Regions from separate parts of the Mus musculus genome. Here regions 2, 3, 4 and 5 are each linked to region 1. Evidence: chromatin contacts called from public promoter capture Hi-C data. All regions are on one chromosome and are shown on one strand. Each heading gives the region's core, a stretch centred on a gene start, on an enhancer-like site or on the middle of the called end of the contact. The rest is flanking DNA. Distances are from core to core; before and after follow the strand shown. Region 1 holds the start of Zfp583 (zinc finger protein 583). Region 2 holds the start of Zfp446 (zinc finger protein 446). Region 3 holds the start of Zbtb45 (zinc finger and BTB domain containing 45). Region 4 holds the start of Rps5 (ribosomal protein S5). Region 5 holds the start of Zfp110 (zinc finger protein 110).

Region 1 (2,746 bases), core at 150-2,649:
GCTTCAAGCATTCTAGCTAGGCAGGAGCTCTATCATTGGGTTACAGCCCTAGCGCACTTCCTCCCCAGTCTATGTTGGTTCCATAAAGATGAAGATTTTGGTCAGGCGGGGTTCATTGTTGTGTCCATTTCAGAGTCTGACATACAGAAGGCGAGTAATGAATGATGCGTGAAAAGGTAAGGCAGAGAGAAGGTAAACAAACAAGGGAGAAAGAAACCCAGCAACGTGGGCCCTGAACCAGGAGATGACCAATTTTCATCCGCTGCTCTGGACAGGGCACCGGCCAGCTAGCACTGCGCATGCGTGCTCGAGCACAGCCCCCCCACCACCACCACCACCACCACAACTACCCCCACCCCCGACTCCTCGTCTAAGAGACCGAGGAGAGCAAGCAGCTCCTGCGCAGCCTGAGTGAGTTCTGGTTCTGACGACCGGAAGGGAAGAGACAGAATTCAGCGGAGATTCTAGGACCCCCGAAAGCCGCGCCCTAAAAGGCGTTCCCAGCATGCCTTACGCCGCTCCAGTCAAGCGCAGTACTCCACCTCCCAGAGGCCCTTGCGCGGAGTCGCTCCGCAGCCGCGCCTTTGTGAGCTCTACCGGCGCCGCGAGATCGAGCCCCGGCCCCGGCCAGATCTGCCTCGGCGCCGAGTGAGAGGTGACGAGGACTGAGGAGACGCTCGGTGAGGATCAAGGTACCGCGTGGGAGAAAGTGTAGTGGGTGCAGAGTGACCGTGCGAGACCACGCCACCGTATATGAGGGGCCTATTATGATTGTAAGGTTGCAACTATGTGAGACTGAGGCGGTGACAATGTATGTGACATTATAAGACAGCACCCCATAATGGGGGGAGCCTGTGACTGTGAGTATGGAGATACATGAAACAGAGAGAGAGGCTTGTGCCAGTGTGTGATAGCGCTAGGGGATGTGTGTGGGAACATGAGTGAGTGACTGTGGCTGAGCCTGTACACTGTGTGAGACTGAGGTGGTTATCATGTGTGTGACAGTATGAGACCACCCACTTGCATGAGGGGGGCCTGTGACTGAATACTCTGTGAGACTAAAAGACTGTGACAGTGTATGTGATTGTACCGGGGAGGGATCAGCTGAGTGACAGTGTTAGACTGGATCACTGTGTATTAAGGACTTCTGACTGTGAGACTAAATACTGTGTGAGACCGAGGCTGTGACATTGTGTGTGACAGATTGTGACAATATAAGGGATCATGTGGGAGAATGTGTCTGAAGACTCATATGACAGTGAGACCCCACACCGTGTGAGGGGGTCTGGTACTGCATACACTGTGTAAGACTGAAAGGCTGTGACAGTGTGGGTGACTGCACAGTGGAGGGTGTATTATATGTGAGCACTTTGGAGTGGGGATCTGAGTGGCAGTGTCAGACCACACCTTGTGTACGAGATGCCTGTGGCTGTGAGACTGAATACTGCTTGAAACTGAGGGGTTGTGACAGCGTGTTGACTGTATATGACAGCATGTGGGAGAATGTGTTTGGAAACCTATCTGACAGGGTTGAGACCAAGCCACTTTATTGTGAAGGCCTGAGGCTTGAGACTGTGCCAAGAGTACTGTCAGGGCCTGTGACAGTTTGTGAGACTGAATGCTGGCTATGACATAGAGTGAGAGGCTGGGACAATAGGTGTAGCACTATGAGACCATGTCACAGTGTTGAAGGGCCTATGATGGTGTATGAGACTGTGAGATCCCATAAGGATGTGTGTGAATACACAAGACTATGCCACCAGGTACAAGGGGGGTCTGTGACAATGTGGAATGTGGGGATAAAGACGCCATGAGGGGCTTTGAGGCTGCATTTGGGACTATGTGATATTATTACAGCAAGACTTTTGCTACCAGCTGGGATGGAGCCTGTGACAATGTATGGGCCCGAATAACAGTGTATAGGGCTATTTCATTGCATCTAAACAGTGTAACTGTTTGAGACAGACAGTGCTGGAAAATATGTGACAGTATGAGATATCATAGGGGGGGAAGGGCGGGGGGGGGCATTTGTAGGGTATCCTGATCCTGGTCCACTGTCTTCTAGATCACATGGTCCCTTTGCTACCCACTCTGTGCAAAGTAGCTTCACTTGATGGCCTACATCTCATCCTTATGGAAAGGGTGGAGATATACTTCCTTTTAACGTCATCTATACACTATAAATTCCAGTCTAGTTTCCAGTTTGGCACAGTTATTTTCTCAACTATTGCCTTGTGTATCTTCAATGATGTAAACCTTCATGTGTGAAAGGTGGAAGATTCTAATCTAATAATGCCAGTCTTAAATTGCTCAGACATAAGTGAAAGAGATAACTTAGACATAAAATATATGTTGAGTCCCAGAACTATACAGTACATAGGAAAAGCATTGTTAAATGTAGGGATACCTCAAATGCATGTCTGTGGAGGGAGGAGAAGGACAGAGGTGTGATGCTGGGGCTGCAGGATACACCTGGAACTTACAGTTTCCTGTTTCTGTCCACTTTACTTTCTTAGGACACCTCCCTGCTCCCAGAAACACAGCCATACATTCTTGAAGCTTTAACGCCATGTCCAAGGTAAGAAGCGTTTCTTTTTCCCTGGAATGCCACCTTATTTATCAGTCAGGCTAAACCACTTTGATTTCAGAAATTCAGCTGCCTGACAAAATCTCCTCTCTCCAGTGACTTGCTCTTGTTCTCCACTGCAACACAAGAGCTAGTCCCCCAAGACTAAGCTAAGAGCAC
Region 2 (2,700 bases), core at 192-2,691, 6.6 Mb before region 1:
GGCCTGGATCTCAGGGGGCAACACACCCAGGAACTGTTCCAAAATCAGCAACTCTATTATGTGTTCTTTGGAGGATGACTCAGGCTGTAGCCACTGGTGACACAACTCTCGAAGCTGGGCCAGTGCCTCTCGGGGTCCCTCAACCTCCTCATAGCAGAAACCCCGGAAACGGAGTCGTGCAGCCTCAGGCTCCTCAAGGGTGGTCCTGGAGTCTCTGAGGGATAGGTGTGGGGTACCCCGAGGAGATGGCATTCTTGTTTTGAAGGGTCTTTTTGGAGGTGACAGAGGGACCTACAGAAAAGGAAGAATGTCATCTAAGGTCAGAAGACACACACCAGACCCCTCCTAGAAGCCGGAAAAGAGAACCCTGAGGCCAGGAGAACTTCAAAGAAGGTCATGGGAGGTGCAGCCCCACAGCAGTTGAGCAGCTGTATTTTGTTTTGAAGATAAATGACTGGGTGGAATGTCCAGGGACCTTCTAGAAAACTGCAAATGACGGGCTCAAACATTTGGGTACAACACAGGGCTCCTGGGAGATGAAAGTGGCTCATCCAGTAGACAAAGGGTCAAGCAGGACACGGAGGGAAGGGGGGTGGGACCATCATCCTGGGTGACCTGGAGCCCTGAGGCTTCAGACAGGAGGCAGACCACTGTGCTAGCTGAAGAGTTGGCTCTGAGACACAGGTACAAGACCTGGGGCAGAGCTGAAAGCCTGGGTGCATTCTCAGGAGCTTATTATGGGTTGGGAGGCACAGCTCGCTGATCGCAGCTGAATTGTGGATGCCTCATACTGCCTCAGCTTACTACGCATGTGAAACCCTGAAACAAAAGCCAAAATCAAACAGCCCCGTTTTGTGTGGAGTTGTAAACTGGAACCTGTGTCCCAGCTCTTAAGATTCTGGTTTTAAATCGGCTCTCTTGGGACATCCGTCCTGCTCTGGAGAAACTCAAGAGTTGGGGTGTCAGGCTCTGACACAGGAAAGGGGTGGGTCCGACGGCTGGGAGGTGCTCTCGGTGATCCGAGGAGCCGGATTATGAAGCTGCGCCCGCCCAGCTAGGAGTGAGCTCACCTCTGACGCGTGGGAGAGCCCCAGGAGGTTGGGGCACTTCCAGGAAGTGACACCGAGCACGTCCCACTGCCACTCAGAGAACGCCCCGCCTCGCGCGTTGCCCTACCAGCCCGGCCAATCCTGCATCTGCTCCGCCGGATCGGCCCCCTTCGCTCGGACTACGTCTCCCGTGAGCCTCAGCAAGAACGACAGCACGCTTCCAAGGCCTCTCACGCGCGAGACTCTTCGCTCCTCTCCTTGGGGTCGCGTTGCTGCAGAGTTCCGGGGGGGGTTCCCACTCCTGACTTGGCAGCCGTTCTTCTCTTGCAACCGCAGCCGTAGGACTCACGTAGGACGGAGCCGACTGTGGGTTAGCCTCCTTACGCATGTGCGCAACGGACCTGGTTTCTATTGGCCAGAGAGGCATCCTGACCAATCAGAGCTAGCGCTCCCGGAAGGACTCTCGCTCCTTGTGTCTCCTAGGTAACAGCTAGCGCACAACTTAGGGCCTCTTGCTGTTCTCTGAGTTAAGCTGTAAGGGTCCCCCTGCCTCGGAGAAGGCCTAGGTGGAGGCTCCTTGGCCTCTTGAGTCCAGACTGTTCTAGACAATCCCGTTGGGAATCCAGGTGAAAGGCGGTGGTGGGCGAGAAAAACTCAGTATGGCCTCCATCGGATCTCCGTTAAGCTCCCTGGATATTGTGGAGACAGTAGGCCTACAGGTGAACAAGTGCTCAGAGGAGGTAACCATGTAATTACCAACCCTCACTAATAGTCTTCAGATAACATTACTGAAAATAAGGACGGAGGTTTCTGATTAAAATTACGAGGTATACTCAACCCTTACTTAGGAGGATGTAGTTAGACAAGATGACTTATATTTATTTTTTTTCTCCCAATGGGCAGTTGATGGCATTTTGTTTGTTTGTGGGGGAATGGGGCCTTTAAAGAATAAAAGTCCTTGGCTGTCCTGGAACTCACTCTGTAGACCCTACTAGCTAGCCTGGAGCTCACTCAATAGTTCTGCCAGTCTTTCTCCCATTCGCTGAGATTAAAGGCATGGGCCCCCATATCCGACAGTTAGAGGCTTTTTAGCTTAATTGCAGATGGGCTTAGTTTTATTTCCACATATCAAGTGGCTGGACTGTGATATAAACCATTCAATCCTGAACTCGATCTGCCTACTTGGGTTTCTTCTGCTACCCAGGAACCTTCTCCTTGGCAGCTACTGTAGAGAGCAGCGGTTCTCTACATCCAAAACTCCTGAGCAGTTCTGTCGGTAGAATTTGTCTTTTACAGATTCTCTGGACACAACTCTCACCACCTACCTATTGAGGAGAAGCGCTAAGGGGGCCTAAGGGGGTTCCCAGAAAGCTCTCTTGGAAACACCTTTGTTCTAGTGCTCACCTCCCTGCTAGGCTGGTTTCTAAGCCTTCTATGTGCCACAGGATAGACCTGGTTGAGTCTTGTGATGGTATACATCTTACCCCTGGGCTTGACATGACCATTACCATCTTTATTTCTCCCTTGTTCAGGCCATTAAATCTAAGACCACATATTTAATAGGTAAACTATCATTGAGCTAGCCCCAACTCAGTCCTTAATTATAATGGTTATATTAGGTTGGCCAATGTAACCATGAAACATTTTATCT
Region 3 (2,741 bases), core at 164-2,663, 6.7 Mb before region 1:
TCTTATGGTTGAGGCTGTCTTAAACTCCCATTCGTCCAGCTTCTCCCTCTCAAGTAATAGGATTACAAGCATTCCTAGCTGTTAAATTTTGAGGGTCCCCCCCCTCCTATAGCATCCTATGTAACCCAGATTGGGCTCAACTCTGATATCTGGGGGGTGACCTTGAACTTCTGACGCTCCTGCCTCAACCTCTGAGGTTTTTTTTTTTGTTTTTTTTTTTTTTTTTTGGTTTTTCGAGACAGGGTTTCTCTGTATAGTCTTGGCTATCCTGGAACTCTCACTTTGTAGACCAGGCTGGCCTCGAACTCAGAGATCCTCCTGCCTTTGCCTCCCAAGTGCTGGGATTATAGGCATACGCCACCACCGCCTGGCTTCCCCAGACTTTCAAACACACATACAACACAGCTACCCAGCATGGGTCCAGGATGGGGAACAAAACATCCTGACATCTTCCTCATGCGGCACCACCCACTAGATTCCTCAGTACCATTCACACGGAGGCCCAGAGCTCTATGCCTCTCTTTTGCCTTACATAGTGGTTGATTGATTGCCCCAAGAACAGAGGGGAAGGGAAGGCCAACCCACCACTTGAGAGGTTTGGTTCATGGGTGTCTTGGACAACAAAAGGACCACGTAGGAGCCCCGCTTGGACAACTCTCTGGCTGTTCTCTCCCTCTACGCACTTAGTCCCTGCTCCTTGGTATCTGACTACTTCCGAGCCCACTTCGTGTCCTACATTCTATTCTGATCTGTGGCCAAGCTGGGGTTCTTCAACCATTCATTTATAGAGCAGCGAATTCCCGAGAGTCTGGGTGGGGTGAGGTGGGAGCACCGAATGAGGAGGCTTCCTTGGGAAGGTGGGCCTGTGTTCTTTAGATGACTGCAGGGAAGCTCTGCAAAGCTTCTTCATCTGGGGTGCGAGCAGAAGTGACTCAAGAGAAACTTCTCGGGGCTGAAGAGATGGCTCAGCGGTTCACTGCCATCGGTAATGGGAGCTGATGCCCTCTTCTGGTGTGTCTGAAGAGAGTTAATAATGTACTCGCATAAAATAAATAGAAAATAAATAAATCGAGAGAGAGAGAGAGAGAGAGAGAGAGAGAAACTTTTCCCGTGTAAGAGAAAAGCCACCTGGGAGAAAAAAAAAAAGCCTCTGGATTCCATCCAGCGCCCTCTCCAGACCCGCTGAGAGTACTGAGGGCGTGGCCCGAGGAGTGATTGACAGCTCGCTCGGATCAGCCTGGAGACGACGGACTCCTGCTCCTTCTGCCTACTGATCCCCAGCTCTTCGGTCCCCAGCTTCTGCGATTTTGGTTGTGGCGCGGACCAGACCGGAAGTTCTGCTCAACGACTGCCTAGTCTAAAGAGGAACACCGGAAACGTGCTCCCGACTATCGTTCCGCCTGTGCCGAGGCTATCTGTTCCGCTTCAGCGCCCGGAAGTGCGGCCTTCAAGTTGACAAGCAGGAGGACCTGCAGGACCTGCTGCCTGAGGAGTCGGAGGTGGGGTCGAGCGGGCATCCCCCTGCCTCAGAGTCCCAGAGAAGGCTGGGGCGTGCCAGGAGCGGCACGCCTGCGTGAGGATCGGTGTGCACGTTGCGAACACAAGAGGGCGCTGCAGGATCGGGGCAGGGTGCGGAGGCGGGAAACTGGGGGTAGATGTAGCGGGCCTGAAGGGGACTCTGGCATAGATAGGGTGGGAGTGAGACAGGCTGATGGAACAAGGTGCATGGCATGGGTGAGGGAGTTGTAGCGAGAATGCTGTAGGAGATGTGGGAGAGTGTGCCTTTGTTCTGAGGCATTCAGGAAGGTTCTGCTGCATCTGAGGAGTCCGGGCGTTCGAGAAGTAGGGTATGGATGGGGTTGAGGAAGAGTTATGGGTTGGCATATTATTTGAAAAAGGAGGCCGCTTGGCAGAGACAGGTTCAAAGCCTTGGTGGGTTTGAAGAATTAATTCATCATCATAGAGGTCCCAGATAAACCCGGTTCGCAGGCTCCCTCTGGCGGCCACGTGAGGGAAAGGCCTGGAGGTGGGAGTGTGGAAGGGACCCTGCATGGCGACTTCCAGTAGGCCAGGCCAGTGGTAACTGACACAATGTGTGCAATACTCCGAGAGAAAGGGAAGGGTGTTTTTGTGTTAAGGATCTAGAATCGTTGAGTCTGAGATCTCAGTAGTCCTTTTGTAAGGGGCAGGATTAAATGGGGCCCTGCTCTGGGTCTGTCCTAGAGAGACAGGCTGGTGGTCAGGGCGAATCCTGAATCTTGATTCTCTTCCCTTAGAGCAGTGTATGCAATCTGATCCAAGGGAAACACCCTTGTTTGCTGAATAAGGAAACAGGCCCAGAGACCTGGAGATATTTGCTTGATGGGTTAACTGACAATTCTGATTCCCAGCTCCTTTGCGGAGGGCGTGTGTGTGTGTGTGTGTGTGTGTGTGTGTGTGCGTGTGCGTGTGTGTGTGTGTGTGTGTGTGTGTGTGTGTGTGTGATGGAAGAATCTGTCTTCCCTCAGTATGATTAGTGCCAGGATGATAGTCTCGGGTTCATAAGAACTATGGGGATTGCTAAACAACACTGAATTTCAGCTTGCTGGCCTTTCACATCACTGGTGCATTTTCAAAGCCCAAAGTTAGCACCTCTCAGGTGATGCAAAGAAGAAACAAGGTTGCAAAGGCCTTGTTATATGTACTGTTTATTTGCTTCCCTTGGGTATGGCAGGCACAAATCCTCAGCCTCAAGGGGTGTT
Region 4 (2,928 bases), core at 288-2,787, 6.6 Mb before region 1:
GGGCCGAAAGATATAGCTGAGTTGGTAGGGTGCTTGCTTTGTAAAAAGCCCTGGGTTCAATGTCAAGTAGTGGGATAAACTTGGAATGGTGATATATACCTTCAATCCCAGCACTCGGGACAGAATGCAGATATTAGCTTTTTCCACTAGACAGGGTTTCAGGCCAGTCTCAGCTATATGAGATTACCTCAAAATGGGTTATGAGGGCAAAGCAAATAGCTCCCATACTAACTTAGCCATAACAGTACCCATAGCCAACTGACATTTTTCAGGGGAGGGCAGCAGGGAACATTCATAGCACCAACTGGTCTCATACTCAAATTCCTCTTGCTGTAGGCTGATAGCAGCTTACCAACTGCTTTTGACAAGGGTGCCAACATGGTTCAGTTGACTAAAGCCATCTTTTCAATTGATACCCACTAACTGAATATACAAACGAAAGGGGACATCAAGTCAGGTGTAGTGGCACATGGGAGACAGAGGCAAGATCTCAAAGAGCTCCAGGCAGCCAGCAAGGGCTACACAGCAAGACCCTGACTCTGTCTCAAGAGACACACGATTAGAAAAATACGGGATAAAAACCACACTCTAACATCTTTTAGTGCCAGTTTGTATTAGGCGTGGGTGTAGCTGTCCAGTTATTGCTCTTCTACCTGTCTTGTACATCCACTGGTTGTTTTATGCCCTTTTCTGAACTAGAAGCTCATCCACACCTGGTCTCAATTAAAAAAATCATCACAAAGAACAATCATTAAGTTCCTTTTACCTGCAGAGAAATATCGTTGATCTGCACGTCATCAGTGCTCCATTTCCCAAAGAGCTTGATGTCAGGGGTCTCTGCCACCGCTGGTGTGGCTGCTTCCCACTCAGTCATCCTGGGGACAGGAGAATGGCAAGAAACCGTTACTGCCTAGACATGCTGGAGCAGTCACTCTGACCCCAAACTCTTCAGACGAACTCTCACTTTGTGGCAAACTGGGACATGAAGGGGAGACCCAGAAAGCTTTGAACAGCTCTCCAAACCCAGGAAAACCACTCAGGATTCTAAAGTAACTCGGCAGTCACCCCGCTAATCAGCTGGTACATGGACCACAGTATGATGGTTCATGAAGCCGTATACTCATCAGCTCCCATCAGATTTCCGTTGTGCACTTAGAACGTGTACTGAGCAAAAGAGTCATCACAAAACTAAGCAAACCTAGATTTATGTTTATGGTATATGACCCAAGTGATTTCCCTGGAGTCCCGTGTGTGCAAAGTATGAAGTCAAAACAGTGCAAACAAGAGGCGAAGACTAACTCGGCCCGTGCCGAGTTTCCCTAGGCACCCTTTTTCGCAGAGAAACGGTGAGATCCAAGCGGTCACGCCCAGGCTTCAGGTTCGGCCTCCGGCCCCCCAGATGTGCCTTAGAACACTCATGGTCACCTCTTCTGAACTCCGTGTCCCTCCGCAGCCTCACCTGAGGGCGCAGACTGGGCTTCTCAGTCGCTCGGCGTGGACCACGCGCCGCCCTGATACAGACAGGAAGAGGCCGCGCGCAGCGGACTAGCGCTTTTATGCAAAGCGAAAACTTCCGGGTCAGAGGTAGAGACGCACGCGCAGATGAAAACAGCGTGCTCACCAACCAATCAAGCGCTAGGATGAGAGGCGCCCTTTGAGCCGGGTAAAGCATGCGCACTTTTAGAAACAGCGCCACGCCCGTCTTCTGGCGGACCTCTGAAGTACTAGCTAGGCTTCTGAGTCGGCGCACATGCGCAGAAACTTTGGTGAGACCGACGCCGCCATATCTAAGTAGTGCTGACGTCCAGTCCACGCTCTCCGTAATTAGGCTGCAAAACCCAGGAACCATGGACGGTGGATTCTTAGCTAGGGCAACCAGCTCGGCTCACATTTTCTCACCAAAATAATGGAGTCGGGTCCTGTGGTTACCACCGATCCGGGTTCACAAGCACGGGCCCCACCCTCTCCCCTCCCGCAAGCCATGCTCGGCGGGTCCCAGGCTTCCGGTATGGGATCACTTCCTTTTTAATCACTCTGGCCACGCTTGTCTGGGCTTTTTTTCCTCAGGTTCAATCGCGGACAGTAGATTCCGACCGCCATTCGTGAACCTCCCCGGGGAGGGATACATAGAGGGGAGTCCTGGAGGGGTTGGCAGCCCGGGGATCTCCTAGGTGACTTACTTATCTGAGATCCCAGTGATTTGGTACTAATAAGGGAGAGACCTTGCCAGCAGGTTCACCCCCAGGGGTGGGTTTGTTTGTTTGTTTGTTTTGGAGACAGGGTTTCTCCTTGTAGCACCGGCTGTCCAGGAACTCGCTCTTTAGACCAGGCTGATTCATCTGCCTCTGCTCCTCCCAACTGCTGGGATGAAACATAAGGAGAGGAGGGAGGGGAGAGGAGAGAAGAGGAAAGAGGGAGGGAGGGAGGGAGGGAGGGAGAGAGAAGAGAAGAGAGAGAAGAGAGGAAAGGTGTCAGCAAACATAAGGAGAGGAGGGAGAGAAGAGGAAAGAGGGAGGGAGGGAGAGAGAAGAGAAGAGAGAGAAGAGAGGAAAGGTGTCAACAAACATAAGGAGAGAAGGGAGGGGAGAGGAGAGAAGAGGAAAGAGGGAGGGAGGGAGGGAGAGAGAAGAGAAGAGAGAAGAGAGGAAAGGTGTCAACAAACATAAGGAGAGAAGGGAAGGGAGAGGAGAGAAGAGGAAAGAGGGAGGGAGGGAGGGAGAGAGAAGAGAAGAGAGAAGAGAGGAAAGGTGTCAACAAACATAAGGAGAGAAGGGAAGGGAGAGGAGAGAAGAGGAAAGAGGGAGGGAGGGAGAGAGAGAGAAGAGAAGAGAGGAAAGGTGTCAACAAACATAAGGAGAGAAGGGAGGGGAGAGGAGAGAAGAGGAAAGAGGGAGGGAGAGAGAGAGAAGAGAGATTCTCACCCCGTTT
Region 5 (2,700 bases), core at 11-2,510, 6.5 Mb before region 1:
TGCTGAAAACTAAACATGAGCTTCTTATCTTCTTACACTTGTCAGTTTCTTTCACCAGACCCTCAGCTTAAAAAAAAAAAAAAAAAAAAAAAAAAAAAAAAGAAAAAATAAAGGTTGAAAAGGATTGGTGAGATGGCTCAGTGGGTAAAGGTGCCTGCTACCAAGCCTGAGTTTGATTGATCTTCAGGATTCATATGTTGGAAGAAGGGTAGCGATCCGGAAAGGTACTCTCTGTCCTCTACAAGCAGGCAGTGGCACACACGTGCATGCCCCCCCCCCCCCAAATGTAATAGTATTGTTTTTTAATTAAAAAGCCTCAATCTGGCTTGCCAGTTCCTGGTTCAGAAATCGGTTTGTTTGTTTCTTCTATTGTAACCACCCTCTTGGGCAGTCCTCCAACTCCTCCCGAAACTCAATGATATTTGAGAACAAACGTCTCACCACTAGCCGACCCCTGAGCCGACTCAAAAGTTGAAAAGAAGCCTTTACTCACATGGGGCCAGGTTGTTGGAAGCGTGGAAGCCATACTGTCCTCCATGTTCTCTCCCAGGAGTAGGCAGAATGCTGACGAAACCTAAAGTGGAAGAGGGGGGCACTAAGGAATGTGCCCAGCGGCTCCCCCACCTCTGCCCATATCCCACCCCTCAGCAGGACATGACCAGTCCACCCCAAAATTGCAAAGTGCCCAGTGAATCCTCTTCCCGACTCCCATAAGCCTACAAGACAGGTTCCCCTCTAACCGAGAGGGGACAGCTGATGTCATCTAATCCAAAAGGCGGTTGGTTTTCTTAAACTGTGGTCCTTATTTAGAACGCGATGTCTTCCTTAGGATTTGTTCGGACCCACGACTACACACCTTCTCCCGGGTCCGTAGAAGTGGCGCCACAAACGAAGCCGACACTGGGTTCCAGAGGTTGCAAATAAAACAGAAGATGGGTGCTGCCCCCGACGGGCTTTCACGCAGCGCTACGATTGCGGAAAGACACAATGGCGCTCGCCCGTCGGTCTTGTCCCGAACTGCGCCAGCTCACGAGTCCGGACTACAACTCCCAGACGCCCCCGCGGACGTCGAGCGGCAGCAGTTAGGCGGCGTTTGTCCTGTTGGCGGGCGAAGCCGAAGTCCGAAAAGTGTGTTATTGACTGCTAAAGAACTAGGATGCAGCTTTTGAAGAAGGATACTAAGACGCTGAGCACCAGTACCTCTGTGGACAGAGACCGAGGCTAGGAGAGAATCGAACCCACTAACAGGAGCAAAAGAACTTGGACAAAACGGAAGCTAGGCATGGGCAAGGGGGTGGGCCGGAAGTGCTGGTGTTAGGTCGGCTGAGCGAGGCACGCCGCGTAGCAGAGCAAGGAAGGCGGGACGAGGGGACAGATGGAACCTACGGCTCTACTAGTGTAGAGGGGGAGGGAATCCGGATTGGGGCTGTCTGTGGGTCGGAGGCAAGAGAAGACAAAGTCATTTAACGGAGTTTACTGTGGGGAAGGAGAAAAGGATGCAATCTTACTGAAGTTTCACCGGTACCCTTAAAGGGAGAGGAAGAAAGGAGTAACTGTAGAAACAGAAAGCCATTAGGCATCGGAATTAAAAGTACTCAAATTTCCATGAGAGGACAGGCGTTTGCGTCCAGATTAGTAGAGTGGGCAGGGTTGTGTGGTCTGGGCAGGGTGGTGTGGGCTTATAACGTTTAGGTGGGAAGTATGGAGACCTGGTGGACTTAAAATATGGTAGGCTACACTAAATGTCCTCTCTAGTTTTCCCCAGCAGAGGAAGGGATGTAGTGAGAATCCTGGAATTTTGGTTTCTTGGAAGAACAAACAAATATTATAAAATAATATTTTGTTTGATTCCAGGTATAGGGATGTGGGGCTGCTTCAGACTGCCTGTAGCAGCTGACCGTGATTTGTTTTGTGCTCTAGCAGAATCGTGGTTCTGTCTGTAGCAGATAGTTTTTTGTGATTGTGTTATATTTGGAATTCTGAGAACTTTTCAGAGAGTATATTAATGTTAGGGCCCGATAGGCTAGGGGCTGGGCTGGACCAGTTGGTTGTATAGGGAGGAGGTTGGTTGTGGTTTCGTAGTAGCTGAGGTCAAAGGAGAAGCAAAAGAAAAGAAATCAGATTCAGGGATTTCCTAATTCCTCTCTCCCCTCTATTCCTGTTTCTTTCCAGTCTAGTGTTAAGGGGTAAAAAGGGGGCATGGATAAAGATGGGAGGAAGAGGAGAACCCACAAAGTTGCAAAGACCAGCTACAAAGGGACATGGAGGATCAGAGATGTATGAGGAAAACTAAAATTACACTCAGTCCCAGGGATGCTAACTGTAAATATCCATACATGTGGAGAGCTCTTGGGACTGCTTCTAGGAATTGGGCAGGAATTTGACATTAGGCTAGGACACGGAAGTAGGCTCAGGCAAGAATTTGACTTGGGGCTAAGATCAAGATCTTGATCGTTTTGTAAGTCCCTGAATACCACAGGACTTTGTTTATTGCCTTGTTTGTACCTTGACTTAGAACTGACCTTATTCTTTGCATGTACTTAGAATAGACTAGAAAAAACAGACTAGAGAAAAATAAACCCACTTCAGGCTCAGCAGGGGCTTGAGTCCTGTTATAATGTTGTCTAATTGTCTTTTTCTTTTCAATCTTCACTCCCTCCCTTGAGACCCTGCTGACTGACTGAGCTTGTTGGTTACACA

The links. Promoter capture Hi-C pulls out the DNA fragments that hold promoters and counts their contacts.
Region 2: a promoter capture Hi-C map of pre-B cells shows a contact between it and region 1. The contact joins the promoter of Zfp446 here to the promoter of Zfp583 in region 1. A contact is called at or near these places in 5 of 39 promoter capture datasets (the HPC-7 cell line, cranial neural crest, maxillary cranial neural crest and 2 more).
Region 3: a promoter capture Hi-C map of cranial neural crest shows a contact between it and region 1. The contact joins the promoter of Zbtb45 here to the promoter of Zfp583 in region 1. A contact is called at or near these places in 4 of 39 promoter capture datasets (cranial neural crest, frontonasal cranial neural crest, pre-B cells and 1 more).
Region 4: a promoter capture Hi-C map of second pharyngeal arch cranial neural crest shows a contact between it and region 1. The contact joins the promoter of Rps5 here to the promoter of Zfp583 in region 1. A contact is called at or near these places in 5 of 39 promoter capture datasets (cranial neural crest, frontonasal cranial neural crest, maxillary cranial neural crest and 2 more).
Region 5: a contact with region 1 is called in a promoter capture Hi-C map of second pharyngeal arch cranial neural crest. The contact joins the promoter of Zfp110 here to the promoter of Zfp583 in region 1. A contact is called at or near these places in 3 of 39 promoter capture datasets (cranial neural crest, pre-B cells and second pharyngeal arch cranial neural crest).

The regions. Positions count from the first base shown.
Region 1 is chr7:6,329,087-6,331,832 of GRCm38.p6, reverse strand. Zfp583 (zinc finger protein 583) reads left to right here and starts at 1,399. Exons shown (of 5, transcript NM_001033249.3): 1 at 1,399-1,763; 2 at 2,517-2,578. The coding sequence starts at 2,570.
Region 2 is chr7:12,976,589-12,979,288 of GRCm38.p6, reverse strand. Zfp446 (zinc finger protein 446) reads right to left here and starts at 1,441. Exons shown (of 6, transcript NM_175558.4): 1 at 1,177-1,441; 2 at 1-291. The coding sequence starts at 1,437.
Region 3 is chr7:13,008,524-13,011,264 of GRCm38.p6, reverse strand. It overlaps Zbtb45 (zinc finger and BTB domain containing 45), which reads left to right and starts at 1,413. Exons shown (of 3, transcript NM_001360833.1): 1 at 1,413-1,629.
Region 4 is chr7:12,920,920-12,923,847 of GRCm38.p6, reverse strand. It overlaps Rps5 (ribosomal protein S5), which reads right to left and starts at 1,537. Exons shown (of 6, transcript NM_009095.2): 1 at 1,460-1,537; 2 at 767-875. The coding sequence starts at 874.
Region 5 is chr7:12,833,321-12,836,020 of GRCm38.p6, reverse strand. It overlaps Zfp110 (zinc finger protein 110), which reads right to left and starts at 1,260. Exons shown (of 8, transcript NM_022981.5): 1 at 857-1,260; 2 at 494-574. The coding sequence starts at 538.